Linked DNA regions of Mus musculus: all the other regions are linked to region 2. A link is a contact called in public Hi-C and HiChIP or PLAC-seq data. All regions are on one chromosome and are shown on one strand. Each heading gives the region's core, a stretch centred on a gene start, on an enhancer-like site or on the middle of the called end of the contact. The rest is flanking DNA. Distances are from core to core; before and after follow the strand shown. Region 1 has its middle 39 kb from the start of Fam102a. Region 2 holds the start of Ak1 (adenylate kinase 1). Region 3 holds the start of Niban2 (niban apoptosis regulator 2).

What was found. Hi-C and Micro-C count contacts between places; a contact is called where the count stands out from the background. HiChIP or PLAC-seq counts read pairs in DNA pulled down with a chosen protein or histone mark.
Region 1: a Hi-C map of the HPC-7 cell line shows a contact between it and region 2, with 1.8 times the contacts expected there. The contact joins the enhancer-like site here to the promoter of Ak1 in region 2. A contact is called at or near these places in 3 of 39 promoter capture datasets (the C10 cell line, embryonic stem cells and stem cell-derived epiblast-like cells), 2 of 484 Hi-C or Micro-C datasets (the HPC-7 cell line and liver), 4 of 115 datasets of contacts at active chromatin or transcription factors (embryonic stem cells, pancreatic cancer cells and stem cell-derived neural progenitor cells) and 3 of 9 other capture datasets (adipose tissue, liver and pancreatic islet).
Region 3: a contact with region 2 is called in an RNA polymerase II HiChIP or PLAC-seq map of stem cell-derived neural progenitor cells, with 7 read pairs. The contact joins the promoter of Niban2 here to the promoter of Ak1 in region 2. A contact is called at or near these places in 9 of 39 promoter capture datasets (the 3T3-L1 cell line, 3T3-L1-derived adipocytes, the C10 cell line and 6 more), 3 of 484 Hi-C or Micro-C datasets (cerebellum, double positive thymocytes and regulatory T cells), 12 of 115 datasets of contacts at active chromatin or transcription factors (T-cell acute lymphoblastic leukemia, acute myeloid leukemia, embryonic stem cells and 6 more) and 2 of 9 other capture datasets (adipose tissue and liver).

The regions. Positions count from the first base shown.
Region 1 is chr2:32,493,939-32,498,112 of GRCm38.p6, forward strand. No RefSeq gene overlaps it. Among named protein-coding and RNA genes, the nearest start is that of Fam102a, 39 kb to the right of the region's middle. Within about 2 kb of position 2,518, at least 105 of the 459 cell types and tissues checked have an H3K27ac peak or open chromatin away from gene starts, as enhancers often do. A contact at or near this core is called in the HPC-7 cell line and adipose tissue, where this site is marked.
Region 2 is chr2:32,623,377-32,627,519 of GRCm38.p6, forward strand. It overlaps Ak1 (adenylate kinase 1), which reads left to right and starts at 2,061. Exons shown (of 7, transcript NM_001198791.1): 1 at 2,061-2,162.
Region 3 is chr2:32,873,476-32,877,591 of GRCm38.p6, forward strand. It overlaps Niban2 (niban apoptosis regulator 2), which reads left to right and starts at 2,659. Exons shown (of 14, transcript NM_146119.2): 1 at 2,659-2,929. The coding sequence starts at 2,875. Gm13523 (a long non-coding RNA gene) reads right to left here. Exons shown (of 3, transcript XR_003954026.1): 3 at 1-505.

The DNA.
Region 1 (4,174 bases), core at 1,268-3,767, 130 kb before region 2:
ATTTTAATTAGATTCTTTGGCCTAATTAACAGGTCCAGAGACCCCCAAGATCTCTCTTCTCTCTGCTTCCCCAGTGCTAGGATCACAAACCCCACCATGCTTGACTTTTTATGTGAATTCTGGAATCAAATTCAGGTCTTTTTGCTTGTGCGACAGGCACCTTACAGAATGAGTCACCTCCCCAGCCTGCCAGTGTCCTCTCTTGTTGGTACATAGGAAAGGGGCACCTTATTCTTGGAGCCATCTTACGCTCCTTGAAGAGTGGCATTCTTCTGATAGGAGAGAAATTTGAAAGGCACCGTGAAAGCAGGGATGGTGGACCATATCTGTAATCCAAAATTCAGGAATTCAAGAGCAGCCACCTCCATTATATACCTATTTCCATGTCAACCTGGGCTACGTGAGACCCTGTCAAAAACAAATAAAACAAACAAACAAACAAACAACAAGAACTGGAGTATAAATGGAGTTCTTTTGTTGATATTTAGCTTTTTTTCTTTTTAAGACAGGGTTTCTCTGTGTAACATCCCAGCTGTCCTGGAACTCACTTTGTAGCCCAGGCTGGCTTCCAACTCTCAGAGGTTCTTGGGCCTCTACCTCCCGAGTGCTGGGATTAAAGGTGCCATTCGGTTTCTAAGCAGTCCTTCCTTATCATGAGTTTAGCTCTTGGTTTGGGGAAATGGGCTCAGAGATGTTAACTTCCTGAATCTCACCCAGCCAGCAAGTGATAGACAGTCCTCAGACCCCAGGGGTGGTCTGACTCCTGAGCAGCAGGCTGCTGCTTTGACTGGCTTGAAAGAAGCCATATCCCATCCCTTGGCCTTAAGGCTCAGTGGGCTCCAGTGGGCTCCAGTAATCTTCTGTGGATGTCACACAGAGAGCTTGGGCTGTGACTCCCACATCCAAGTGGCTAATAGCCACAGGGCCAGGACAATCCCTGGAAGGTGACCCTGGGGTGGAGACAGGGCAGAGCCCTTGCTTCTCCATGCATGCAAGCAACCTGGCAGGGACTCAGCCAACCTGTGTCACAAGGTTCTTCTGCGCTAAAAGTTGGGTCACCAGCATGGGGGGACATGCTGGGGATACGAGGGCCTGAGGGAAACTGTGAACATATCAGGATCTCTCTTTTTGGACTGCCGGGGGAGGGGTGGATAGATATTAAACGCTACAGGAGCAGGATGAAGATGGCGGGGCTCCTGCACAGAGACGAGCTATGAGCTCCTCCAATGTGCAAAGGCTCTTGCCACCGTTCTCGCCAGTCCTAATGACCTTTATTCAGAGTCCAGAGCTGTCAATCCATACTTCTCCAGTCACAGAGCTAGGAGCCCGGCTAAACTACCCAGTAAGTCCCACTGCCTCTCCCATGGTGTCTACGTGTTAAATGGCATTTATCAATTTGGGGCAACAGGCCCTCAAAATAAACCCACATCCTGTTTGTAGTGCTGCCTCAGAGATGAATTTGTGATAACGGGACACCGGGGAACTGATCTCTTCTGTGACGCCCCACCCCCTCTTTCCTTCCTCTCTCCTCCTTCCCTGTCACAAAACCCCAGCAAGCTCCAGCCTGCCTACAGCCCCAGCCCCACGATGTCCTGTGACGTCTGTGGGGCTCTGCACCTCCTGCCTCGATGCCTTGGTTTCCTCCGCTGAGCAGCTGGAGAAGAATGAAACGTGCGCGCGCACGTGCGTGCGCATGCTCACCCACTTCATATACCTAAGGCAGACCAGTTGTGAGGTATCCCTGCAGTCGGCAGACTCTCCATGCTCGGCTTTGTGGGTCTCTGTCTCATTAAGGAAGCTGGTGTAGACAGTTCATACCTTATCTATCATGGCGGCTCAAGCTTTAAACCCCAGAACTCAGGAAACAAAGGGAGGTGAACCCCTGTGATTTCCGGGCCAGCCAGGATTACATAGTGAGACCCTGTTTCAAACAACAACAAACTAGCCGTCCACATTATCCCCCAGGATGCTCAGAATACCAAAGGTGGTGGTGGTGGTGGTGGTGGTGGTGGTGGTGGTGGTGGTGGTGGTGGTGGTGGCGACTCTGGGAGGCGGCTCCTGAGGTTGCCACCCTCTGCCCGCCAAGTGGGCACAATGGTCCTGTGGGCGTTACTGAAAAGGTGAGAGGGCGGTGGGCTAGTGTGTCTGCTCTGCCAGGGGCAGTTTGTCCAACAGAACACCTACTATCTATAGGTGTGCAAGGAGAGAAACGGGAATAGTCACATGGCTGGCTTAGGGATGCTTTTCCAGGTGTGTCAGCCATTAGCCAAGGGAGCCTGATTGAGCCTGATTCTAGTATCCCAGATGACCCAAGACTTCCAGCCCCGTGGCTTAGCAAGTCTGTGCAGTGCAACCGAGCTGGGTGGAGCCTGTGGGGACAGGCAGGTCACTTCTGGTCAGGCTCCCTTAGAGCCCGTGCTGGGGGAAGCAAAAGTCATGTCACAATGACAGAGATAGCAAGTAAGAGCCCAAGGTTCCACCGTGTCCCCCAGTGGTTCCCACCCCTTCAGAAGACTCAGAGCAGCCACTGCAGCATGAAACACCCAGGTCAGACCACAGACCACGCTCAAAGCTCTCCCACATCTCCCCCTCCCCCACTCCCAAGAAACAGAAACAACAAATACCTGTAGCTCTAAGCAGCTAAGTTTTCTTTCTCATTTTATGTGTGTGTGCTGGTGTGCATGTGTTAATAGGCACACTGCATGTATGTAGGCACACATATAGCCATGCATGTGGAGGCTTGAGGTTGATCTCCCATGCCATTCACTAAGACAGGGTCACTCCATCAAACCCAGAGCTGGCTCTAGGCTGTCTTCACTAGCCAGCTTGCTTTGGAGAACCCCTGTCTCTGCCTTCCAAGGCTGAAGTCACTGGTGTGCTGCTACGCTCACTCAGCATTTAACGTGGGCTCTGGGGATTTGAACTCTGGTCTTCAGGCTTGCACAGCAAGCGCTTTAAACAATAACCCAGCTCCTCGGCCCCTCAGCGGCTAAGCTTTGAGATGTGTTGTGCAGCAGTAAAATAGAATCAATCTCTCAGGGGGCCAAAGCAGGAGGATAGTTTCAGCCCTGGAGTTCAGGGTCAACTTGGGCTATGTAGCAAGACCTATGTGTGTGTGTGTGTGTGTGTGTGTGTGTGTGTGTGTGTACAGTACAAATCTAAGAGAGAACCGGGTTTGGTGGTGCACACCTTTAGTCTCACTGTTTGGGAAGCAGAGGCAGGTAGATGTAAGACGCAATGTGAGATGCCTTAAGTGTATTTTCATGCACATGTACTATAGAATACCATGTTAAGGTTGAAAAGAATGCGCAGGTTCTGCTGTGCAAAGCTGGCCAAGTTCCCCAGATGTACAGATAAAGGAAAGAAAGTCTTGCTGTATTGGCAGCACACACTTGTCATGTCAGCACTCAGGAGGGGGCAAGGAGGTCAACAGGCACTCAAGGCCAGGCTGGCCACAGGCATAGAGAAAAGCACGTCTCACCAAAACAAAGCAAACCAACCAAAAAAGGCAGCCTGGCATGGTGGCACCTGCTGGGAGGTAGAAACTGGGAGATCTTTGGCTACAGAGAGAGTTTGAGGCCAGCCTGGGCTACATCAGACCCTGTCTGGAAAAGAAATACAAAATAAAGTAAAGTGCAGTAAAGTCACAGACAGGGAGAAAATATTTGAAAAAGATGTGTCAGATGATGTATTGATAAGCAAGTTACATTCCATGTAAATTTAAATTCAATAAGAACTGCCCCCTTCCCAAAAATGGGCAATAGGCTTGGGTTGATGCTTCTAAGATGTTATTGATGTATGCCTGGAAAGAGTACATCTTAAATGATCAGAGAAATGCACATCAAAATCTCTCGTTAGGTGTGTGTGTGTGTGTGTGTGTGTGTGTGTGTGTGTACGTACATGTATGTGCTGTGTGTGTAAGAGAGTATAGACACACTTACTGTGGGTTGGTGTATGCCCACACTCATGTGTCCAACTCCATCACTCTCCACCTTATTCCCTTCAGGCAGGATCTCTCACTGAACCTGGAACCAGGCTGCCGTGTCCAGCAAGCCTCACCCATCGCCTTTCTCCATCTGTCCCCCAACCCCCCACAGCACTGTGCAAGCGTGTGCAGCCGTACCTGGCTTTTTCTGTGGACGCTGGAATCTGAACCCAGCATCCTTTGCATGCA
Region 2 (4,143 bases), core at 811-3,310:
CCCAGCTCCACGGGGGACACGGCAGGAGAGGCACCCTGAGCCAAGGCACGTCCATGTTAGGGTGCCTCTTCTTTATCTTTTAATTTTTTTTAGATTTTTGTGTATATGAGTGTTTTGCTGGCATGGATACCTGTGTGCCATGTGTGTGCCTGGTGCTGTCGGAAATCAGCTCCCCTGGAAATGGAGTTAACAGTTGTGAGCTACCATGTGGGTGCTGAGAATCGAATTAGAGTCCTCTTTAAGATCAAGTCAGCTTTTTCAGATAGAGCGTCTCTGTGTAGCCCTGGCTGTCCTGAAACCCTCTATATACACCAGGCTGGTCTGAAATTGATACCCCTAGGATGACCTTGAATTTCTTTTTTTTTCTTTTTTTTTTAAAGATTTCTATATTATATGTAAGTACACTGTAGCTGTCTTTAGACTACCCAAAAGAGGGCATCAGATCTCATTACAGATGGTTGTGAGCCACCATGTGGTTGCTGGGATTTGAACCTGGGACCTTCAGAAGAGCAGTCAGTGCTCTTAACCACTGAGCCATCTCTCCAGCCCCAGCTCACTCTTCCTTTGACCTCATCCTTCCCTCTTGGCTTTGTTACTGTTTCTTCTCCTTGAGCTGAGGGCTTGCCTCAGTTCTAATTCTCCAGCCTTTTTCTTTTTCCAACCGCTGAGCCATCTCTCCAACCCCAGACCTGGAATTTCTGATCCCCTTCTGTATCCCTCTAGTACCAGGATCATAGGTTCAAGCTGCCTTATCCAGTACACATGGCGTGAGCCCAGGGCTTCCTACACTGGGCACTACTCTCACCAAGTTCCATCACCTCTATCCAGCCTGCATTCAGAATCATTTTTATTCAGGTGAGATTGGACCTGGGCAGGTGTGCATCATGTCTCTCACAGGTGCCTGCTACCCCAGCAAGTGAGGTTTCCCTTCTCACCCAGAGCTGCTCTGAGTGAGTAGCAGCTCCCATGCACCCTTCTGTGCTATGGCCCCAGTCAGTCCCCGCCACTGGGCTTAAGAACCTTCCTGTGTAAATCCTGTTCCTGAATGGGTTTCTGATGTAGGAGCTGATAAAATCAATCTGCTTTCCCCGAAAGTTGTGCAATGCACACACCAGCCTAAGTATTGGGAGTAGCCTTTCAGGCCAGCACAGGACAGATGGCCCAGTCCATCTGCCCCCACAGTGGCAGGACCTTGGTATGCAGGCTGCTACTGGTGTTCAGGCACCACCCAAACTGGTTGTCTGTGGCTCCCAAGCATTTACAAAAGTTTCCAGTTTCACCCTATTTTGCTGTTCGGAGCCATGCTTTGGAGGCCTTATGTGAGCCGATCCCTCTGTCCTGCTATGCTTTGAGCACCAGCACCCTGTACCACTTCTCCTGTAGAGAGCTCCCTAATTAGGCACATGGCTTTCCACACGGGGAGTCTCAGGTGGCCTCTGGGTCCTGCTCTGTGCTTAGGGGTTCCCTGGGCACAGCTGGAGTCTGCTGTTGGCATCATCGTGCTCCACCGGGTACTCAGAAATGAGAGTCCTCATTCTTAGCAAACCCCAATCTGGATACACAAAGCTTTCTGAGTGTTCTTTCTCCATGTTCAACCATGGAGAGTTCAAGGCTGGCTTATCATCTACCTAGCCACCAGATAGTCAGGATCCAGGAGGAGCTCAAAGAGTCATTTCCAATAGGGGAGATGTCTCAGGGTAGGGGGTCTCAGAGCCTGAGGATGGTGACCCTGGAACAACAAAGTTTACACCCTGGTCCCCCTCCCTCCTTACTTCCCTGGTCTGGTCTCCTTGATTAAACGCTGAGATTAAACACACCAACTTGTCTGAGCATCAGCTGACCCAGCTAAAGAACCCTTGTCTGTGGAGAGTCGTGCGGGCATAGAGTGGTGGCAGACACACTGTGTGCAGGTTTAGTCCCAGGGAGTGCCTGGTGGGGACGCTCACTCCTAAGCTTTCCATGAGAGTTCCTGCTTTCTTCTCTCTCCTCCTCCTTCCCCCGGCTCCCTCCCTCCTCCCTTCTCTCTGCCATCTCGCCAGAGTGCTGGCTCCCAGCATGCCATGCGTGCGCGCTGACAGCCTTATAAATAGTCGCCTTTGCAGGCGGCTGAGAGGACAGGCAGGGCACTCACTGGCCCCAGCGCCCACCACACCCTCCCCCAGGTCAGTGTGTGTCTGCTCCATTGTCTGCCCGCGTGGAAGCCTCTAAGAGGTGTGGGGAGACATCACCTGTGGGAAGGTGGGGTTGCTGGTATCAGGCTACCCTTGGGTTCTGTGTGTCTTGAATGTTTGTATCCATGGTTATGAGCTGTGTGTGTTTGCATGTGTATCCTATCAGCTATCAGCTCTGGGTGCATGTACCCTGTGGCAATGTGTGTGCATGTGTGCTCAAGTGTGTGTGTGTGTGTGTGTGTCCTGGTACTCTCAGCTTCCCAGACCCTCTTTGTCCCAGCTGGTATTCCTGGGGCTTCAGTTCCACCCATGCCCTTGGCAATTCTGTGCTGAGGCCCTAAGGGACAAGGGAAGGACAGAGGCCTATCTCCTTGTCCCAGAGGACCTGGATAGGGTCAGCCTGTGTGTTCACAAGAATTGTAATGCCACCAAGTGTTGTGAGGATCTGGGGCTCCTGGATGTTGGAGCTCTGCCAGCACCTCCTGCCCAATCAGGGGCTCCGCAGGAACCCTCCTGCCTGACTCACAGGTCCACTCAGCTTACCCAGGATGCTTCAGCATCAGCAAGGCTGGCCAGAGAGGGGACATCAGCTGCCCAAGGTCACACAGCTGAGTGATAGGGTTTGACTTGAACCCTGTCTGATAGCTAGCCTCTATGAGGGCTTTTGCTGAGCAAGCACCTGGGACAAACAGGCATAGAGATTGGGGAAGTGTGTCCCCTGGGGCCTCTGCTCCTTGAGCCACCTAGAAGACAGTCATATTAGGAGCACTGGGGCCCTGACCCAGGGAACCTTATAAGGCCTGGCTGCGTAGTCCTGTAACCTTACTCTTGTCTGGGACCCCTGGCTTTCCGGAGGCCTCCTCACGACCCAAGTTATTTTAGACCAAAGAAGCAGGTGTCTGTGGGACAGAGGGACTCAGGTTACCAGGAGGGGTGGGGCATGTAGAGGGGAGTGATCTCCTAGGACATGCTGGTGGCTGTCCAGGCCCTGGGACACTCCTCCCCCCCTGGGCAGCTGCCGAAGGACTTGGCAGCCCCATGCCTCCTCCTGCACACTCTGTAGGCTTAGAGGCTGCAGCTCAGGCCATGGGTCTCAAGGTTCTTGTGTGTTTGGGGGTGCCAGGCTTGAGCTTGACCCCAGCCAGAGTCTGGAGCTAGTCTGTGTCCCTCCCCCAAGCCCAATTCCCTCCCCAGATGGCAGGCAGGGTGGAATGAGAGTCCCAGGCCAGTGCTATCCTCTGCCAGGCCCAATCAGGGACAGGAACAAGATCCATGGTGCTAATGAGTGTCCTGACACCTTAAGCTGGGTACCTTGCAACTTGAAGTTCAGAGACAGCACCTGTCAATGTGGGACCCTAGGGTGCAATCTAGGAAGGCATCCTGAAAGAGGTGACATTTGAGCTGGGGCCTCCAGTAGCATTTGGAGGAAGACATCCCCCCAAGCATTTGGTGTGTGACGCTGCAAAGGCCTGGCAGGAGGGAGGCATTAAAGTGGATGAGAAAGGAGGGGACAGATTGTCCAGACCTGGCCAGGTAGGTTGAGGGGTTCAGTTTTGGTTTAGGGAGCCAAGAGGACCACACATAGAAGCCTATGAGCAGGAGGGTCACACGATTGTTGCTTGCCAGGGGAAATACTATTGCCCTGTCTGCCCGTGCATGTGTTTGTGTGTGTGTGTGTGTGTGTGTGTGTGTGTGTGTGTGTGTGTGTGTGTGATTTAGAGGCTCTGTGGAGGTGGGCTAAGGTCTCGGTTGGAGAGAAGACGGTTGGGATACAAGTGTGATGGGCAGAGGTGAGGTGGGTTGTGGGAGCATGCATGATATAGGACTGACCGCACAGTGGGGGTGGGGAGGTCCCTTGGGCCTGAACCCAGGGTGAGAGGACCGAAGCGTGCACCTGAGACACAGACCAGAACGGCATGGGTGGTCTTGGGATGGCGGGACAGGTAGGGGGTGAGGACATAGTTTTGAAGAG
Region 3 (4,116 bases), core at 1,409-3,908, 250 kb after region 2:
GCTGGCTTTTCTTTTCTTTTCTCTTCTCTCTTTTCTTTTTTTTTTTGGTTTTTCGAGACAGGGTTTCTCTGTATAGCCCTGGCAGTCCTGGAACTCACTCTGCAGATCAGGCTGGCCTCGAACTCAGAGATCCACCTGCCTCTGCCTCTGCCTCTTGAGTGCTGAGATTAGAGGCATGCACCACCACCACCACCACCAGGTAGAATTTTCCCACTTTTGAGGTCATGGGAGCTCGGGGTAGTTGAATGGCAGACAACAGAGTTTTAAGCCAAGAGGAAAGGGTCCTTGTGCCAGGGACCTGACATGTGTTCTGGGAAGTTTATGTGCCCCAGGCTCTGGGCCTGGGTGTACCATGAAGGCTAGGGACAGGCTACCAGTCACTGTCCTCCACCTGGCCCAGGCCTCTAGCTTGGCTGAGGAGCCGGTCAGGTCGTGGTGGGGCCCAGCTGGCTCTTGCTGTCCTTTCCCCAGGCAGCACAGACCTTTCTAGGTTCTGTAGTTGAGGCTGAGGGAAAGGAGAAAAATGAGCTTATTAGCATCACTTGCTTCAGGCAGCCCAGAGAAGTGACATTCAGGGTCAACTGTGATGGCCCTGGGTCCCTACTGTGAGACTTGGACAAAAGTCGCTTTCCTTCTCTGGCCCACCTCTGCACAAGGAAACTGAAAATCTCTGCCAGCCTGCCTCCAATTCCTCCTGGTGACTCTGAACACATCCTGTTTTTCTCAGGCTTGCCCTTTGCCTGTGTGGGCCCCGCTCCCTGAGTGGCCTTTCCTTGCTACATGCTGTCACAATTCTCGTTTTTCAACTTTCAGCTCTGGTACTGTGCTTAAATCACTGTCCTCATAACACAATGTTCTGTTCCCTCCCTCAGACTTCAGGAGGGCAGGGACCAGAACAACATTTCTGTTTATTGAGAAAGTGACTGTCTATGGTAGGCACTCTCTCTCTTCCTAGCCTCCCCACAAAGTATCATTACTCTGACTTGACAGGTGAGGGGACTGAGCTCAACAAGGAATGCACTTGTCCAGGGTCATAGAGGATAGGTAGCTTGTGTGTGTGCATGTGTATGTGTGTGTGTGCACACAAACCTGTATATGTTTGTGTGCATGTTTTCTAGACAGGGTCTCTCTCTGTAGCCCTGGCTGTCCTAGAACTCCCTCTGTAGATCAGGCTGGCCTCGAACTCAAGAGCTCCACCTACCTCTGCCTCCTGAGTGCTGGGTTAAAGACGAGAGCACCACTAGTTGTCCAGTTTAGCCATTGAACTTTTGAAAGAGGGTCTTCCTATGTGTCTTAGACTGGCCTCAAACTTGCTTTGCAGCTTGTTTAGGCTGACCTCAACATCTTATCATTTATTTGTTTATATGTACATGTGTTTTCCTGCATGAATTTATTCACCCCAGGTGAGTATAGTAGCTTGTAGAGGCAGAAGTAGTAGTCAGATACCCGGGAAATGTAGTTATAGGCATTTGTGAACTGCCTGATGTGGGTGCCAGGAAAGGACCGGAGTGCTCTTGCAAGAGTAGTAAGAGCTCTTACCGCTAAGCTAAGCCGTCTCGCCAGCCCCACAGCCTCAGATCTGTCCTCCCTACTGCATGCACCCCTACACTTAAGCACAGCATCTTGCAGGAGGCTTAGCAAATGAGTGTTCACCACAGTGGCTGACTGCTGATGGAAAGCATGACAGAGAGTCTGCATCACCTGGTGTGGTGGTGACAGGCCTACAAGACAGGTGCCTAGTTATAGGTAACTGTTACAATCCTGCTGCCAGGTGTCAGGGTTACAGGGAGAGCAGCTAATAACTGGTGGAGCGCATTATAGTGGTGAGCCAAGAGGTGTGAGGGAGCAGCAACACAGCCAGCCCTGGTCACACAGGCAGTGCAGACCAAGTCATCAAATTAGTCTCCTCTACCGGCTTGGGAGGTCCAGAAACCGAAACACCTTCTGTTAGTTACCTACCCATGCCCAGCCCTACTGTACAAGTACCCAGAGTCCGAGGTCCCGGCTTTTCATTTCAGACAGTCTAACAAAGTGCAAAAATAGCCTTCCTGCTTTGCTCTGTTCAGCAAGCCTCCTTCGAATGAAACGCCCACGAGCCGGGCCTGAGGAATGACCTCTTGATGATATCTTTGAGCTCTAACCATGTCCCCCCGCACCCCCCGCCCCATCTCTTCCCCTCCCTTGTCCCTCAGTCTTCCACCCCATACTTGTCCATTTTCCCTCCCCGTCTACCCCTATCTATTGTGCAAGACGGGTTGGCACACCTTCTAGGACAGGTCCGATCAAGGCTAGGGGACTTCCCCAGTGCAAGCAGCTGTGGGCGAGACTGGGGGAAGGGGGCAGGAGGAATGCTGAATTCCCACACGTCCGTCCCGGCGTCCCCTTGTAGTCCCTACATTGTCCTCGGCTTGAGGAGGGGAGAGGAGACGCTTAGGCTACAGCCCCAAGGGCTCTCCGTTTTCTGCGATACCCCCATCAGCCTTTTCTTCGCTGCTATCTGAATTTGAAGCACACCAAGCAGGTCCGTCCCGGGTCTCCTTTCTGGGGATCTTCTCTTTGTCTAAGTCTCCTCGCTGTCTGGAGGTCCCCTCCCGCCTTGGACTGGAGAGGAGGGCGTGGCTCCGACAGGGGCGTGGCCTGGCCTGGCCTGGCGGGGCGGGGCGGGGCGGGCGCCGGGGCTTGGGCGCGGGCTAGAGAGGCAGCAGCGGCCGGAGGGAGGGACGCGGTGGGGATCTCGGTGGGAGCGCAGAGAGAGCAGCCGAGGCGGCAGCGGGGCTGCGGGGCGACGGCGGCAGCGGGGCCTGCGGACTCCATGGCGCCAGCGGCGTCAGTCTGAGTAGCGGCGGGCGGATCCGGCCGCGTCTTCTCCTCGCCATGGGAGACGTACTGTCCACACACCTGGATGACGCACGGCGCCAGCACATCGCAGGTGAGCACCGCTCAGCGCCCGGCCGGCCTGGGGCTCCCCGGGCACCCCGGGCCACGCCTCCGATCTCATGGGGAGCGGTACTCGAGAGTCAAGGCCCAGGTCGGGACGAGAGCCGGCCAGACCCTTACTCTTCCTCCGAACTTGTTCTCTCTCGGTCTGGACGGCCCTTCCAGGCCCTTCTGTATGCTCCTTTCACCCTTTGAGGAGCCTGGGATCCCATTTCTCTACTGGATCCCACTGCTCCCCTTGGAGCCCAGCCTGGCCAGAACCATGCACTTACAGGCGTGGCGGAGGGGTCGCGCCCCCCATCTTTCCCAACAACGTTCCAAGCCTAACCTCTACTCTGGACTCTGCCCCACAGAGTCAGACCTTCCAGACTCCCCCCTCAGCTGCCTTGTTCCTCCTCGCCCTGGCCTCAGTCCGGGTACACGTGGCTGAAGCTTACAGGGGGATGGGCCCTTAGAGAGCCGGGGACCGAATGTGGAGAGTGGGGCTAAGGAGAGATGGGGTGCCCTTGAAGGGGCGGGTCCCTGTCTTTGGGCTTTACCTCAGCAGAGTGCTGGCACTACAGCCTAGGGGGTCTGTTTATGGCCAGAGCTGGTTCTCTCAGAGCCAGAGTTCAGTCTCTCAGTACCTCTCAGTACCTTCCTTCTGCCAGCCTTGCTCTCAGCCTGTCACTGCGCGGTGGACACTTCTCTAGAGGGAGTTGCTCCCAAGTCTGTGGAGTGCAGGATCCTGGGCTCATTGTAGGGAGTGGGAGATGGGGTGAGAATCTCAGGCTATCCCAAAACAAAGCTTGGCTGACCACAGGCAAGTCAGGCCTGGCGGTCCTGAATGTAATTTCAGCTTCTCTCCCAAGTGTGTGATCCTGAGCCAGTCTCTTTTGTTTTGGTTTTCCCAGCCAGGGTCTCACCATGTAGTTGTGGCTGTAGACCTGGCTGGCTTCGAATTCGTAGAGAGCCACTTGCCTCTGCCTTCCAAGTGCTGGGATTAAAGGCCTGGGGCACCACTGCCCTGCTTGAGCCAGTCACAATGTCCAAGAGCTTCGGTGTTGCCTTCCTAAGGGGCGGGTGTTGACTTCTTGGGATGGCTGCTGAGAGCTTAGTGAGCTTTGCTTAGTACAGGAGGCCCTGAGACCTGGCGTGCCAACCAGCTGGGTTTATCAGAGCACAGGAAGAGGAGACAGT